2 separate regions of the Sus scrofa genome follow, and region 1 is linked to region 2. The links are chromatin contacts, called in public HiChIP or PLAC-seq maps. All regions are on one chromosome and are shown on one strand. The core of a region is the stretch at or near the end of the contact, and the rest is flanking DNA. Distances in the headings are between cores, read along the strand shown.

Region 1 (6,871 bases), core at 2,371-4,870, 1.0 Mb before region 2:
TCTTTAAGATAGAATTCAAAGAGTGAAATTCTTAAAATTTTTTATATATGCTACCAAGTGTTTTTATAGAAATATAATTTTTTTTTATACTTTCTCTTGAAATTAGTGCCTGCCACAATATATTTAATATTATTTATTTTAAAATTTTGGAGTTTCCATCATGGCTCAGCAGTTAATGAACCCAACTAGCATCGATGAAGATGTGGGTTTAATTCCTGGCCTTGCTCAGTGGGTTAAGGATGCAGCATTGCCATAAGCTGTGGTATAGTTTGCAGACGTGGCTCAGATCCTCTGTGGCTGTGGCTCTGGCATAGGCTGAAGGCTACAGCTCCAATTCGACCCCTAGCCTGGGAAACTCCATATGCTGCAGGTGCAACCTTAAAAGACAAAAAGCTAAAATATATTATATATATATATATAATATTTTATATATTTTAATATATTATATTATCTATTTTTAAAATGTTATATATCTTAATATATAAAACATATAATATATAATATATGCATTATAATTGTATATTACATTATATATTATAATTATGATATCTATATATTATAATTATATATATTATATTATTATATATTATAAAAATATATTTTTAAAATCTTTTACTCTATGATAAGAGAAAAATAGTGTCTTATGTTTGTCTTTATTTGTAGTTTGACTGTTAATGAGATTTGGCATTTATCATTTTATACCATATATACGTTCTTTTTTTTTTTTTTTTGTCTTTTGTCTTTTGTTGTTGTTGTTGTTGCTATCTCTTGGGCCGCTTCCGCGGCATATGGAGGTTCCCAGGCTAGGGGTGAATCGGAGCTGTAGCCACCGGCCTACGCCAGAGCCACAGCAACGCGGGATCCGAGCCGCGTCTGCAACCTACACCACAGCTCCCGGCAACGCCGGATCGCTAACCCACTGAGCAAGGGCAGGGACCGAACCCGCAACCTCATGGTTCCTAGTCGGATTCGTTAACCACTGCGCCACGATGGGAACTCCTACGTTCATATTTTTATTGGATTATTAAAGTTCTTACAATTTTAAAGAATTCTTCATAAATAAAGGATTAGATTTGTAATAAGTGAATTTATTTTTTTAATTTTACATTTGAGATTTCATCTATTTTTTTAAAAAACAAAGTTTTAAATTTTATAATTCTTATATATTTTCCTTCATGATATTTCCAATTCTTTTGTGATAAAATACTTTCATTTTCTTAAGCTTTTTTTTTTTTTTACATATTTACAGTTTCTTCTGGTTTGTACATGCTTTGATCCATTTGATATTTATTTCTCAAGCATCTGAAATAAAGTTTAGTGATTATCTAATATTGCGTTTTTGTATAATAATTATCTATCATTATTTGTTTGAAAATCTAGCATTTTCTGATTGGCTTGCAATATCGCCTAATATATACATATCTGGCTTCACTGTTCTCGTTGTTAAATTCAATGCTAGTGGTATATTTTAAAATGTATATTTAAGGGAAATGGGTTTTTATTACTTATATCAGTGACTATGCACCAGGGGAGTGGTATTACTTATTATATAGCTTCTTTTTTAATCAGTAAATACTAATAATCACCTACTAATTACTTGAAAAAGAATTACAGGGAATTGTGGCCCTACATTTCCAAAAATTTGTTTGGGAAATAACTTCATTCTGCTATTATCTGAGGGATAGTTAATAGAATAGACCTAAGTTAGAAAAATACTGAAATTTCGTCATCTGCATATTTTTCCTAAATTCTTTCTTTACTTTAGGATCTACTTTATTTCCCTGCTTTTATAAAATTATATGCATTGCACATGTGTAGTGTACAATTACACACACTTTAGTCTGATTTTTAATTTTAGCAGTTTAATCTTTAAAAATTGTTTTCCAAATCATACAACACACACACTGTCACATACACACAAACCTCCTTTTGATTACACAAGTAGCTCTCAAACAGAAAATCTAAGAAAAACAGACATAAAAAGAAGAAACTTTATTATTCCAAACTAACCATCAGGGAAAACCATATGTTAACATTTTGGTGGATCTCCCTCCCCTCTACCATTTCCTGTGCATGTTTGAGAAAAGAGACAATTTTTGGAACCAAATTCAATAATGTTCAACAAATGACTTTAGAGTTTATGTGGCATTGTCTTACATAACTTTCCCATTATTTATTTAATTCCATACCACTGAATATTTTTTTTATTTTACAAATCTATTATAATGCTATGAATGCTTGTCTATAGATCACTGGGTAGCCTATCTTCTAAGGCAAAATTACTAAAAATTGGATTACTAGGTCAAAGTGTATGAACATATTTAAGGCTCCAATCCATATACATTGCACTGGAGGTTTAAAATAAAACAGACAGGAAAAACCTGCTAACTTAATTAGTTAAAAAGTATATTTTATAGTTAAATATTATTTTATTTTATTGTTTCTCAAATGAATGGATAAGTACCCTGTTCAATAATCTTTAGAAAAATCTTAGCTTTTTTTGGGGGGGGAGGGGTGGTTTATTCTGGCAAAAAAAAAGAAAAAAAGAATATCAATTTAAAAATATTATGAAGGGAGTTCCCGTCGTGGCTCAGTGGTTAACGAATCCGACTAAGAACCATGAGGTTGCGGGTTCGATCCCTGGCCTTGCTCAGCAGGTTAAGGATCCAGCGTTGCCGTGAGCTGTGGTGTAGGTTGCAGACGCAGCTTGGATCCCACGTTGCTGTGGCTCTGGTGTAGGCCGGTGGCTACAGCTCCAATTGGACCCCTAGCCTGGGAACCTCCATATGCCACCGGAGCGACCCAAGAAATGGCAAAATGGCAAACAAAAACAAAAACAAAAACATTATGAAGAACTTAATTGTGATCAGGTTAAGTCTAAAATTGATTTGGGATCAAATGACATCTTCACAATATTCCAGTTTAGGAGCATATTATCTTTACCATTTATTCAAGGAATATTTTATATTTTCCTTTGCATCTTGATTTTGTTTTTTGCTTTTCAGGGCTGAACCCATGGCATATGGAAATTCCCAGGCTAGGGGTCGAATGGGAACTATAACCCTGGGTCTATAGCCATAGCAACACAGGATCCGAGCTGCGTCTGGGACCTACACTGCAGGTTTTGGCACATGGGATCCTTAAACGAATGAGTGGGGCTGGGGATTGAACCCTTGTCCTCATGTATATTAGTCGGATTCATTTCTGCTGCACCACAAGGGAGCTCCCTCCTTTGTATCTTGATATTTTCTATATTTAGGCATTTTATGATTTTTGCTGCCGTGAAATTGGAATCATTTTTTTCCCTTTGGATTATCTTCAGATAATAAGGTAATTTTGAAATTAAGTAGAAGCAGCCATGTGGTAATTAAAAGCTCAGGTTCTATATCCAGATTTCTCCCCTATGTCTGGATTCAGCTCTTACTGTGTGACACAGGCAAGCCTGCGCTGAATATGTCTCTTATCCCTGAAGAGCCCTCTCCCAGAGCTGGAAGCCTGGTTTCATTACGGCTTCCTGGCTTTCTGGTTTCCAGTTAGTTGCAACCAATAAGGATACTGGCAGGAAATGAGAGGCAGGAAAGGGAGGGGAAGATCACCATTTCCATAGCTTCCTCTCTGCTTAGTTGTTGCCTGGGTTGTGTCCTGCTAAAGGGGCAGCTTCTCACCACGTTGTTACCCTATCCCAGTTGGTGACGTGTCCTCTGCTTGTCCTTTCAGGCTTGTAAGTGGTCACAGGCTCCCTGCTGATGCTAATTTGGGATGCTGCAGAATCCTGTGGTGTTTCTCTAACCCTGTTATCCAGCCTGACTATGTCATGAGCCTCCTGCCAGGATTCTGCCTGACAGGGGTAAAAAAAAAAAAAAAAAAAAAAAAAAAAAAAAACACACATCCTGGCCATTTTTCTCTTGTTATTGAGAATGCCTCTTGACTTTCATCATAATGATAATTTTGGCAAGTGAAGTAAGATAGGTGTTCTATATTATGTTCAGACAGTATTCCTTTTTTTTTTAAAGTGATTTTCTGAGTTTTATTAGCTACATTTAAACTTCTGCATTTGGATATATATGGAGTTTGTTTTAATATTGGACATATAGATGTATTTTATATTCTCGAGTTTATCAATAAAAAAATCCATCTATTCCTGGAATAGCACAAATTAAATTTACTTTACTAATATTTTATTTTAAACAGTCTCTCTTACCTGGTTACCTCAGGCCATGTTAAAAAATAGATGGAAAAAGAAACACTGTTAAACTGACATTTTGATTAAGCACGAATTGCTTTGAATAACTGCAAATCTTAGTAGCCCTTTATCACCGAAAGTACTTTTTTGTGTTTCTTTCAGTTTGGAGTTCAGAAGCAAATGACTCATCTAGGCTTTCAAAGCACAATAATTTGGTGCGGCACAGTGGGGGTAGGAGTTAAATCACACATGTAAAAAAAGTCAGAGTGAAGAGGGTATACAATGAAATGATTAGAGTGACTTCTCCTCCCACATTTTTTTTGGCCACCCCTGCCACATATGGAAGTTCAGCTGCAGCTGTGACCTAAGTCACAGCCAAGGCAATGCCAGATCCTTAACCCACTGCTCTGGGCCTGAACTACTGCAGAGACAACACTGGACCTTTAACCTGCTGTGCCAATCAGAGCTCCTATCTGCTCTCTCTCTTTTTCTTTTCTGAAAAAAAAAAAAAAAATTACTCCATTCTTTCAATTGTGTTTTTAAATCTATCATACTTGGATTCAGTATGTGGCAATAGCTTGAAAGCCTATGCAATTAAAAAAAAAACATGCAATGATCATCTTCCTATGTGATTACTATAATATATACTAGATCATAAAACCTAGAACATCAATTTACAGTAATGAGTAATTCCAACAATTTATACCTGTTATACCATCCTATATCATATTGTTTCAATTATAAACTTTCATTTTGATTCCCATGAATCAATTCCATCACAGGAAACTATTGTGGTTCCCACAATATCCTCTAGGGATACAAATAATTTTATTTAGTGTTTTTATTTAAAAAAACTTTTTTTTTTTTTTTTTTGGTCTTTTTAGGGCCACACCCACGGCATGCAGAAGTTCCCAGGCTAGGGGTCTAATCCGAAGCCATAGCTGCCGGCCTACACCACAGCAATATCCATGCTAGATCCAAGCTGCATCTGTGAACTACACTGTAGCTTGTGGCAACACCAGATCCTTAATCTGCTGAGTGAGGCCAGGGATCATATCTGCATCCTCATGGATACTAGTTGGGTTCTTAACCTGCTGAGCCACAACGGGAACTCTTAAATTTTTTTAAATCAAAGTATAATTGATTGTTTATCAATTGACAGAATGTTCCATCAATTTCTACTGTAATCAAAGTGACCCAGTTATACATACCTATATATGTATACATACACACACACATTATTTTTCTCATATTATTTTCCATCATGTTCTATCACAAGCGATTAGATAGCATTCCTTGTGCTACACAGTAGGACCTCATTGCTTATCCTTTCTAAGAGTGATTATATATATATGGTGCCAAGCACTTGAAATATTAGAATCATAACTGATATACATGCTGAGTCCCTTACATAAGGAAATACGTGCTATTTAGTTCTCCTTGCAGAGTTTGACATTGAAACAGAAGTAAGCATTATGCTAAGTGAAGTAAGTCAGAGAAAGGTAAATACTGTATGATAGCTTATACATGGAATCTGAAAAAGAAAACAAACTAGTGAATATAACATAAAAGAAGCCAACTCACAGATATAGGGAACAACTTAGTGGTTACCAGTGGGGGAGGAAGGGCAATAAAGGGGTAGGGGAGTGGGAGATAAAAACTACTGGGTGTAAGATAGGCTCAAGGATGTATTGTATAACATGGAGAATATAGCCAATATTTTGTAGTAATTGTAAATGGAAAGAAAACTTGAAAAACTGTGTAAAAATAAAAAATTTAGAAAGCTTTAAAAAAGAAAGCAAGCTGGACTATAAAGATTGTATCTGAACTTGTGAATGAGCAGCTATTTGATTTGGTCTAACTTAAGAACAGATTCTGCAAACATTAAGCTTTGCATGTTCATTTAAAATTTTGCCAGGCAAATTCCTAGTAAAGACAAACTGTCATTATTTATAATCAAAGATAATTACAAATACCAAAAAAAGATTTAGAATTTGTTTGAGAAGGGGCAAGTTGCTAAATTCCAGAGCCGAGAGTTTACTTTTTGCAGTGTTCTCTTATTTATCATCCCTCCTCTCTTCCCACACCCAGCTCAGGATGTTCCCTCAAGTTCAACTCACTGCCATTGGAGACTTTCATTCCCACAATGCACTTACTTCACAGACTCTTCTTTCCAGTACTTTGTTGTGGTTTAGAGCTGAAAATACAAGCGTGAGAACATATAGTATCTAGTAAAAGCCAGCATTACTAAAGAACTCATTAAATCCAAGTGGGAATTGCAAACTCCAAAAATTAAAACATCTGAACATCTGTGAAAACTCAATCTGTGTTTCTTTGAGAAAAATAACATCTGATCAGCTCTCAGTGTAGAATCTTAAAAGAATAAACAAAGAATCTTGATAAGTAAATTTAATGGCAGATGGTTCAATAAGTTAGGATCTGGGATAATTCTTGGAAAATTTCCTTAATTTCTTTGAAAAGTGAATATAAATCAAGAAAATTCCCAAGCAACAATAAAGTGAACCTGAGGGATTACAGTCACAAATGTGTAGGAAGAGATGGAAAATTACTAAGAACAAGTAGATAATTTGTGAAGAGAAGGAAGAAAAATCAACTGACGGGTTTTCTCAGCAAATATTTTAAGTTATCAGTAAAGTTAAGAATTTGGTTTTTAAGTTGAAGTTGTTT
Region 2 (7,034 bases), core at 2,838-5,337:
GTACACTCTTAGGGGAAGGAGGTAGGGGGGTGGGAAACATAACTTGTCAGTGGAGAGACCTGACAAACACTACCTCAGCTGGATGTTCAAGCAGCTTAATATTACCAGTGATAAATCATGTTGATAGCAGGCACTCTTGATATGAGGTCATGAGAATTGAAATTTACCTCTATAGTCTGCCTCTCAGGGATCCATCACTACCCAAGAAAATCGTGAGAGAAAATCGAGGGATATTCTACAAAAAACCTGACCAGCACTCTCCAAAACAGTCAGGGTCACCAAAACCAAGAATGTTCTGAGAGGACTTCCCATCGTGGCTCAGCTGAAATGAACCTGACTAGTATCCATGAGGATACAGGTTGATCCCTGGCCTTACTCTGTGGGTTAAGGATCCAGCATTGTTGTGAGCTGTGGTGTAGGTCACAGACACGGTTTGGATCTATCGCTGCTGTGGCTGTGGCGTAGGCCAGCAGCTGTAGCTCCAGTTCAACCCCTAGCCTGGGAACCTCCATATGCTGTGGGTGCAGCCCTAAAAAAAGACAAAAAAAAGAAAAAGAAAAAAAAGAAAGGTCTGAGAAACTGTTAGAGCCAAGAGGAACCTAAGAGAACATGACGGCTACGTGTATTGCAGGATCCTGCGACAGAAGAAGGACTTCGGGTAAAAACTAAAAAAAATCTGAATAAAATGGACAGAGGTTAATAATTATGTATCAGTATTAGTTCATTATTTGTGGAAAAGGTACCATACTACTGTAAGATATTAATTACATGGGGCAGAGGACTGCAGAGGAAACCTCTATACTATCTTTACAACTTTTTCTGTAAGTCTAAAACTATTCTAAAATAAAAAAGATTATTACAAGCAATAGTTACTTCATGGGGTGTCGGGAGTGAGGATTAAATTGAATAACAAATTTCAAGCATTTTTCCAGTGCCTGGCACACAGTACAAGCAATGTCTGGAAGTTATGGAAGTTCAGCAGTATTAAGCAGAGTTAATTTGTGAACAGCTTACCAATCCATTCCAGAAGTAGAATACTCATATTACTTGGGGAGCATCAAGAAAGAACTAATAAATCCTACCACTTGAAGTATTTGTGATTTTAAACATCAGTAATTTTGAGAATCCTATTTTTTATCTTTGCTGAGTCTAGGCCATCAGTTTACTTTTCCAGCATTATCCTGCATGTCAGGATAGAACTCTGGGGAATAAACTGGACAACGCTTCTGGATTATTAAACTTTTCCTGCAGAGCTGGGCAATACTCATTCTAATAACTCTCCTCCAAATCTGTCTCTTTATCTGACGAATTTAACTTGAGTCATTTTATGAGAAACGTGCTGCATACACCTCCAGCACTCTGGGCCATCCCTGCCATGCTCCAGCCCTGCATATGGCCTAAAGAGTACATTTCACCATCTGGTGTTTGCTCCCTGCAAAATCTCTGACTACTACTTATACATCCAGCCCTTCTACTTTGTCCATTAAGCCTCTTTGACCCTGCTTTCAACTCAAGTTGGAAGTCACAGTAACATCCTCTTAGCATTTGATTTAGCTTTGATTTTGAGCACTGGAGCACAGTGCTGTACTGAAGGTATCTGCAGACACTCTGCAGAATCTCTCCTTTTCTCTTAGTTCTTTCTGGGCTGAGACCAACCTCAGCTTCACCTGGTAACCTTCTCCACACTTTTCACCAAGTTGGTCATAGCCTGTGCTCCAGGAAACACTTATTGAGATGATACTAATTTGGACGCCATTCAAAAAAGTAACTAAAGCACTCAGATGTGAGGATTCATCTCCCTTAGAGACCCCAGAAAGGGCTTTACTGATTTGTCTGGGGACAGTTCTCAAGAACCTATGATAAAATAAAATAAAATGAAAACATTCCAGTGACTGCTTTCTCTTCCCTATCAGTTTTCTTTTCCATAGTATAATTCTCCCTCGTCGTTTATCCAAGTCAATCATCTTTTTGTTTTTATTAATGCCAGTTACAGTTATAAATATAGAAATGGCTAAACCAACATATTCCATTTCTTCAAGACCAAGGAAGGGAGGTATGAGGTTGAACTGCTGATTGCTAAATTATACAAATAGCTAAAATAAGACTCTCATCATCCATCCTCCTTCAATAGCATTACTGATTGACATGACATGTCAGGTGCCGTTCTGGGTATTAGAGATTCAGGGATGACTAAGAAAGTCCCTGCCTTCAAAGATCTCCCAATGCAATGACTGGGGAGTGGGAACAGACAAATAAATAAGTACAAAGGCAACATGATAGGTATCATCATCAGAAAAATGTGGACATTCTGATTGGAGGGACATATTTGTAGAGAAATGATAGCCAAAAAACAAAGAAACAAACAAACAAAACCACTGACTGTTTAATGGGTTTCTTAAAATAGCTTCCTTATCTTGCAGAGGATACAGAAAGCTGAGAATGAAACCTTGCCTCTGACATTTCTTAATTCTTAATTCTAACCACTAGCCCATCACTGAATCACCCTGAGTCTTAGCTTCTTCCTCTGGACAATAGCATCATTGCAAGTATTGCCTAAAAGTATCCTAAATTTACCCGAAGATCAAAGGAGAGATCTTTGTAAACTCTAAAGGTCAGGAAGAATATGAATATCTATTGTCATATTTGTTACAAAGAAAAGGAGAACATTTTCCCCCTTACTATCCCCTCTGCCCCCCTCAACCCCTGCACGAATTGAAAATTTTATGCAGATCTCTTCCTTCTCTTCCATGATCTATTTAATCAAACTTTACTTTTCTGCTCAGATTGACTGGTTTTGAGTGGTTGCCTCAGACTTCTGGGTGACCAGATATCAGTCCATTCTGTAAGACAGACCCCCATGGGTAGCCTTTAGTGTCATTAGAGCCCCTGCTCCCTTCTACCCAGAACAGAATTCCCGCACGGCAGTTCTGATTTTAGAACCCAGTTTTTTGAAATAGTCAGAGATTGATAAATATTCTGGGGCATAAAAGAAATACAAAGTAAAAGATCAGGAGAGGGCACGTCTTTGAAAAAGGAAGCTTGGATCCTGTTTGAAAAAGGTAGTAGGAGAAGGGGAGTAAGGGCCAGGAGAGAGTGTGGGGGGATACCATCTCTCCCAGGCTGGCACGGGCTTGGCATACAGGGTGAATCCAAAGCAAATCGGCCTACCGGACACGGTGCCACATGCTTTTCTTGTGAGCCCAATGAATGCAAAGCTCCCTTAATCCACACCAAAATAAAAATGAAATGTAAGCCGGCCGGAGCCCGGACCCAGCGTGACCTCTTCCACCAAGCGGCAGTCCATCCTCCAACCTAGGTCTTGGCTGATTTCACCTAAAACATTCTCCCTCGTCCTGCCCCCAACCCCTCCCATATTCCTTTGACATATTTTTGCCACCCAAACAGCCTCCCCAAATGCCTCCTTTGGTGACATCACGGAGAGCCATGGGTTGCCTCTGGTATCCCATCTGTTCCTGCAGGCCTGGCCTCCTCTCCTCCAGGGCGAGATGCGATGCGAGTGTTGAGTGGAGGCTGGGTGGGGGCGGGGTGGGGATCGGGCCTTTGAAGCTGTTTTCTATCAGGCGCTGCAGCTGTCAGCGTTGGCTGCGGAAGCCACTGATTGTCCTTGTAGCTCCCGTTTGCCGGCGGTGCACTGTGCTTTTGGATATTAATTGGGCTTTCATTATGTGAACGTACCCAGAGGCTTTTGCAGTTGATTCCTATATCTATATTCATTCATAAAAAATGCCAATAAATAACAACTCTCTCAAAGCAGCTTTGAATGTTTTGAATAATGGGTTGGTTTACTTTTTTTCTCCCATTTCCCCCCACCCCTTATTTTTTTTCTTTTTCCCTATTACTGTGTAATTGATCACAGAATCTTTAGGACAATGGAAAAGCCCATTGGCTAAATCACCTTATTACAGTTCCATATAGTTGAAAAGAGGCTTAATGCTAAATTATCAGATCCCAGCTATTGTGGAAACCAAGAAAGAATAATGCTCCGAAATAACACGGTGGTGCCTCTGTGCTCTCATCCTCTCAGGAGCTGTTGGCACGCCTGCCATGGGAGAGCTCCATTGAGTCAGCAATCCCCTGAAATGAACAGTGGGGCCCAAATTCATGTAGGGAGTGAGTCTCTTTTATTTTGCCGTATATTCGAGGTTCTAAGATATTTTAGAGCCGGGGCTTTCAAAAAAAAAAAAAAAAAACAAAAAACAAAAAACAAAAACCTTATCTTACATTTGTGTTTAACTGTGGGAAAACTTAGGTTTTAGATTCAAAATGCCCTAAATTAATGTCGCAAACCCCTTTGACACGCAGAATTATCGTATATAGTCCCACATAAAGTAGAGATGAAAGCAGAAACTGCACATCCGTTTCATTTCACTGAAACTATTCGTAGGAATGAAGGATGTTCATTAAAAGTTAACAGTGACACAGCTGTACAGAACTCTCAGAGAAAATGTCATTGTCACGGGAGCCTGCCTGTGACGGAGTATCATGCTCCATAGCAGAATGTGAGGTTCCTGTGGTCTGTTGAGCTGTTAATGACATTGAAAACGAAGTGCCCCTCAAGAGTGTGGGGATACAGACGGATTTGGGAAGGCCATTGTTCTAGCCTGCAAGCCATAACTTTAACAAGAAGTGAATATAATTTTGTTTCCAAAAACTAGGTAGACTCAGAGATGCTAAGGAATCTCTTCTCGTTTCTGGGAAAAGGAGTGGACATCATTTCTTTATAGTAAACTCTGTGTGTCCAGTTCTCTCTCAGTGTCTGCCTGTCTTGTTCTTTCTGTCTCTCTTCCTCTTTAAATAGAAGGTGCATGGGTATTAGATGGGTAACAGTGGAAAGGCAAAACAAACCAGAAAAACCCACTGCCTACTCAAAGTGAACTTTAATAAGATTTCTACTGCCCTGTTCCACTGCATGTTGTTTCTGCAGTATTACATAATGGCTGTTTCTCATAGAATCGCTGAAAAAAACCCAAAGAGTGGGTAAACAACAGAGGCTTAGGTAAATATGCAAAGATAACACTATTCTTGCTATTAGATAAATTCTTCTTGAATTGCTTTGTGCAAATGTTCAGTGACGGCAATGGGAAATTTGGGTAGTAAAGATAATAAGTCAGTGCTAGTTTTGGAGAAAACAATCCATATTTCTCATTTCCAACAGATTTAAAAATAGCCAGTGTGGTATTTTTCTTTGTAATATGAAAAATGGGTAGAGAGTAAAAAACTTTTTTTTTTTCAAGATTTGAGAAAATCTTTACAAGTCTTTATCTCACCTGAGACTAAGAAGAGACTCAGAACCAATTTAGGAAAACCATTAAATACCTATTCAAGACTATATGAAGTAATGATTATACCTTAATACCAATATTCTCTTTCAGTGTAAGGGGAAAATAACAAGATAGCTAGCAAAATCATGTAAAATTGTTATCCAACTGAAGTGTTCTGCCGAAGTAGCTAGACACATGCATTTCTATTAATTAAGGTATATTAATAAGGAGGAAAATAAGATTTCATTCAGAAGGGTGCAAAGAAGATACAACAGTCACTGTCCTTGAGAGCACCCAAGAAAAAACAGAAAAATGACAGATATTAAAGGGATGGTGCTATTCCGTCATTCTCATGGTTTTCTCATTTTGCTTGAGCGGTTCTTTACCTCTATAATATTTCTTGTAATAGACTCCATTTCTTTAGTACCCACTATGTTCCAGGTTCCATGCAAGGTACTTACATAATATGAATATTTCCCTCACCATTATTGGAAATGGCAAAGACCCATGGCTCCTTACCTATTTTCAATAAAGACTTTGGAGTGGAGTCTGATAGCAGAGGGATGAAAAGGACAAAGGAAGGTGTTTATCTGCATTTTGTAAATTCATTTTCATTTTAAAACTTACTTTCTTCTAGACTAAACTTAGCAATTTAGGGCTTGTGAAGAGGGGATAAACCTCAGAATATCTGTGCTATTTCTTCTCCCTGAATTATCTATAGTTTATCTCCCTGTCTCTTCTATTCTTTCCTTAACCACTTTCAAACAATTCAATGCCAACTCTATGAAAGCCTGGAAAACCGGCTCTGCAACTGGAGGCACCTTTGCCCCAGTGGCCATATTTTCTGAACCTTAAATTGAGACACACATAGCCTAAGAAATAGGGTAGGGTATTATTTGAAATAAATGTGAAATATTTGAAAGAAAATCTGGCTCAACGCTGTGAAATTTAGACTCCCAGAAAATTCGAGGCACCGAATTGACATTCTCTTCGGAATCCCTGGGTTACAATTCAGGACTGTACAGAGGACAATACCAAAGTCAGCAGATACTGGGATTCTTTCCTTGTTCTGAGTGGATATCTGGCTAGATGCCTCTTCCAGTTGAGCCATTTTAGAATAATGTTTGCTCCAGGTCACCCTCTCCCGAGTGACTTAACTCATCAACTCAACTTCATACGCATGAACAGAGGGTCCCACAGCTTGAGGGTGATAGATGCATCTTTAGGACCAAAGAAAGCCGATAAAAACAAAACAGAACAGGAACCAAGAAGACTCTGCTCCACTAAAAATTTAGCTCCGATGTCTAGGTCTTTCAGGTTGGTGTCAACTCCACAGTAATGTTTTCTAAAGCCATTCGGCCAATGTGTTGGAGAGGTAGGAATTTGATCATGCAGCCATTGCCACATGTGGCCACTGAGCCCTTGAAAGTGGGCTAGTGACAATTCAGATGTGCCGTAAGTAAAAATACCCAGAGGATTTTGAAGATTTAAGACACAGAGAAAAAAATGTAAAATAGTTCACGTACAATGTTTTAATAATGGTTGCATATTAAAACAGTATTTTGGAAATCGATTACTGGAATTAATTTCACCTCTTTTTCCCCTTTATAAAATGTGGCCATTAGCAACATTTTAAATTACATGTGTGGCTTATGTTTAAAGGCTCAAATTATACATTTCCACTGAACATCACTGGTCTAGAGAGTTGAACAGAGAGATAGAACACAATTTCATAGGCCAAACTGACAAATT

What was found. HiChIP or PLAC-seq counts read pairs in DNA pulled down with a chosen protein or histone mark.
Region 1: a contact with region 2 is called in an H3K27ac HiChIP or PLAC-seq map of skeletal muscle, with 14 times the contacts expected there. The contact joins two enhancer-like sites. A contact is called at or near these places in 9 of 47 Hi-C or Micro-C datasets (embryonic fibroblasts, fetal heart ventricle, fetal skeletal muscle and 4 more) and 1 of 2 datasets of contacts at active chromatin or transcription factors (skeletal muscle).

Annotation. Positions count from the first base shown.
Region 1 is chr1:209,143,125-209,149,995 of Sscrofa11.1, reverse strand. All of the region lies in intron 2 of LOC106509171 (a long non-coding RNA gene), which reads right to left. It overlaps LOC106509172 (a long non-coding RNA gene), which reads right to left. Exons shown (of 3, transcript XR_001306470.2): 2 at 6,340-6,380. Among named protein-coding and RNA genes, the nearest start is that of MPDZ, 35 kb to the left of the region's middle. Within about 2 kb of position 3,620, at least 12 of the 83 cell types and tissues checked have an H3K27ac peak or open chromatin away from gene starts, as enhancers often do. A contact at or near this core is called in skeletal muscle, where this site is marked.
Region 2 is chr1:208,098,119-208,105,152 of Sscrofa11.1, reverse strand. No RefSeq gene overlaps it. Among named protein-coding and RNA genes, the nearest start is that of TRNAH-GUG, 42 kb to the right of the region's middle. Within about 2 kb of position 4,087, at least 12 of the 83 cell types and tissues checked have an H3K27ac peak or open chromatin away from gene starts, as enhancers often do. A contact at or near this core is called in skeletal muscle, where this site is marked.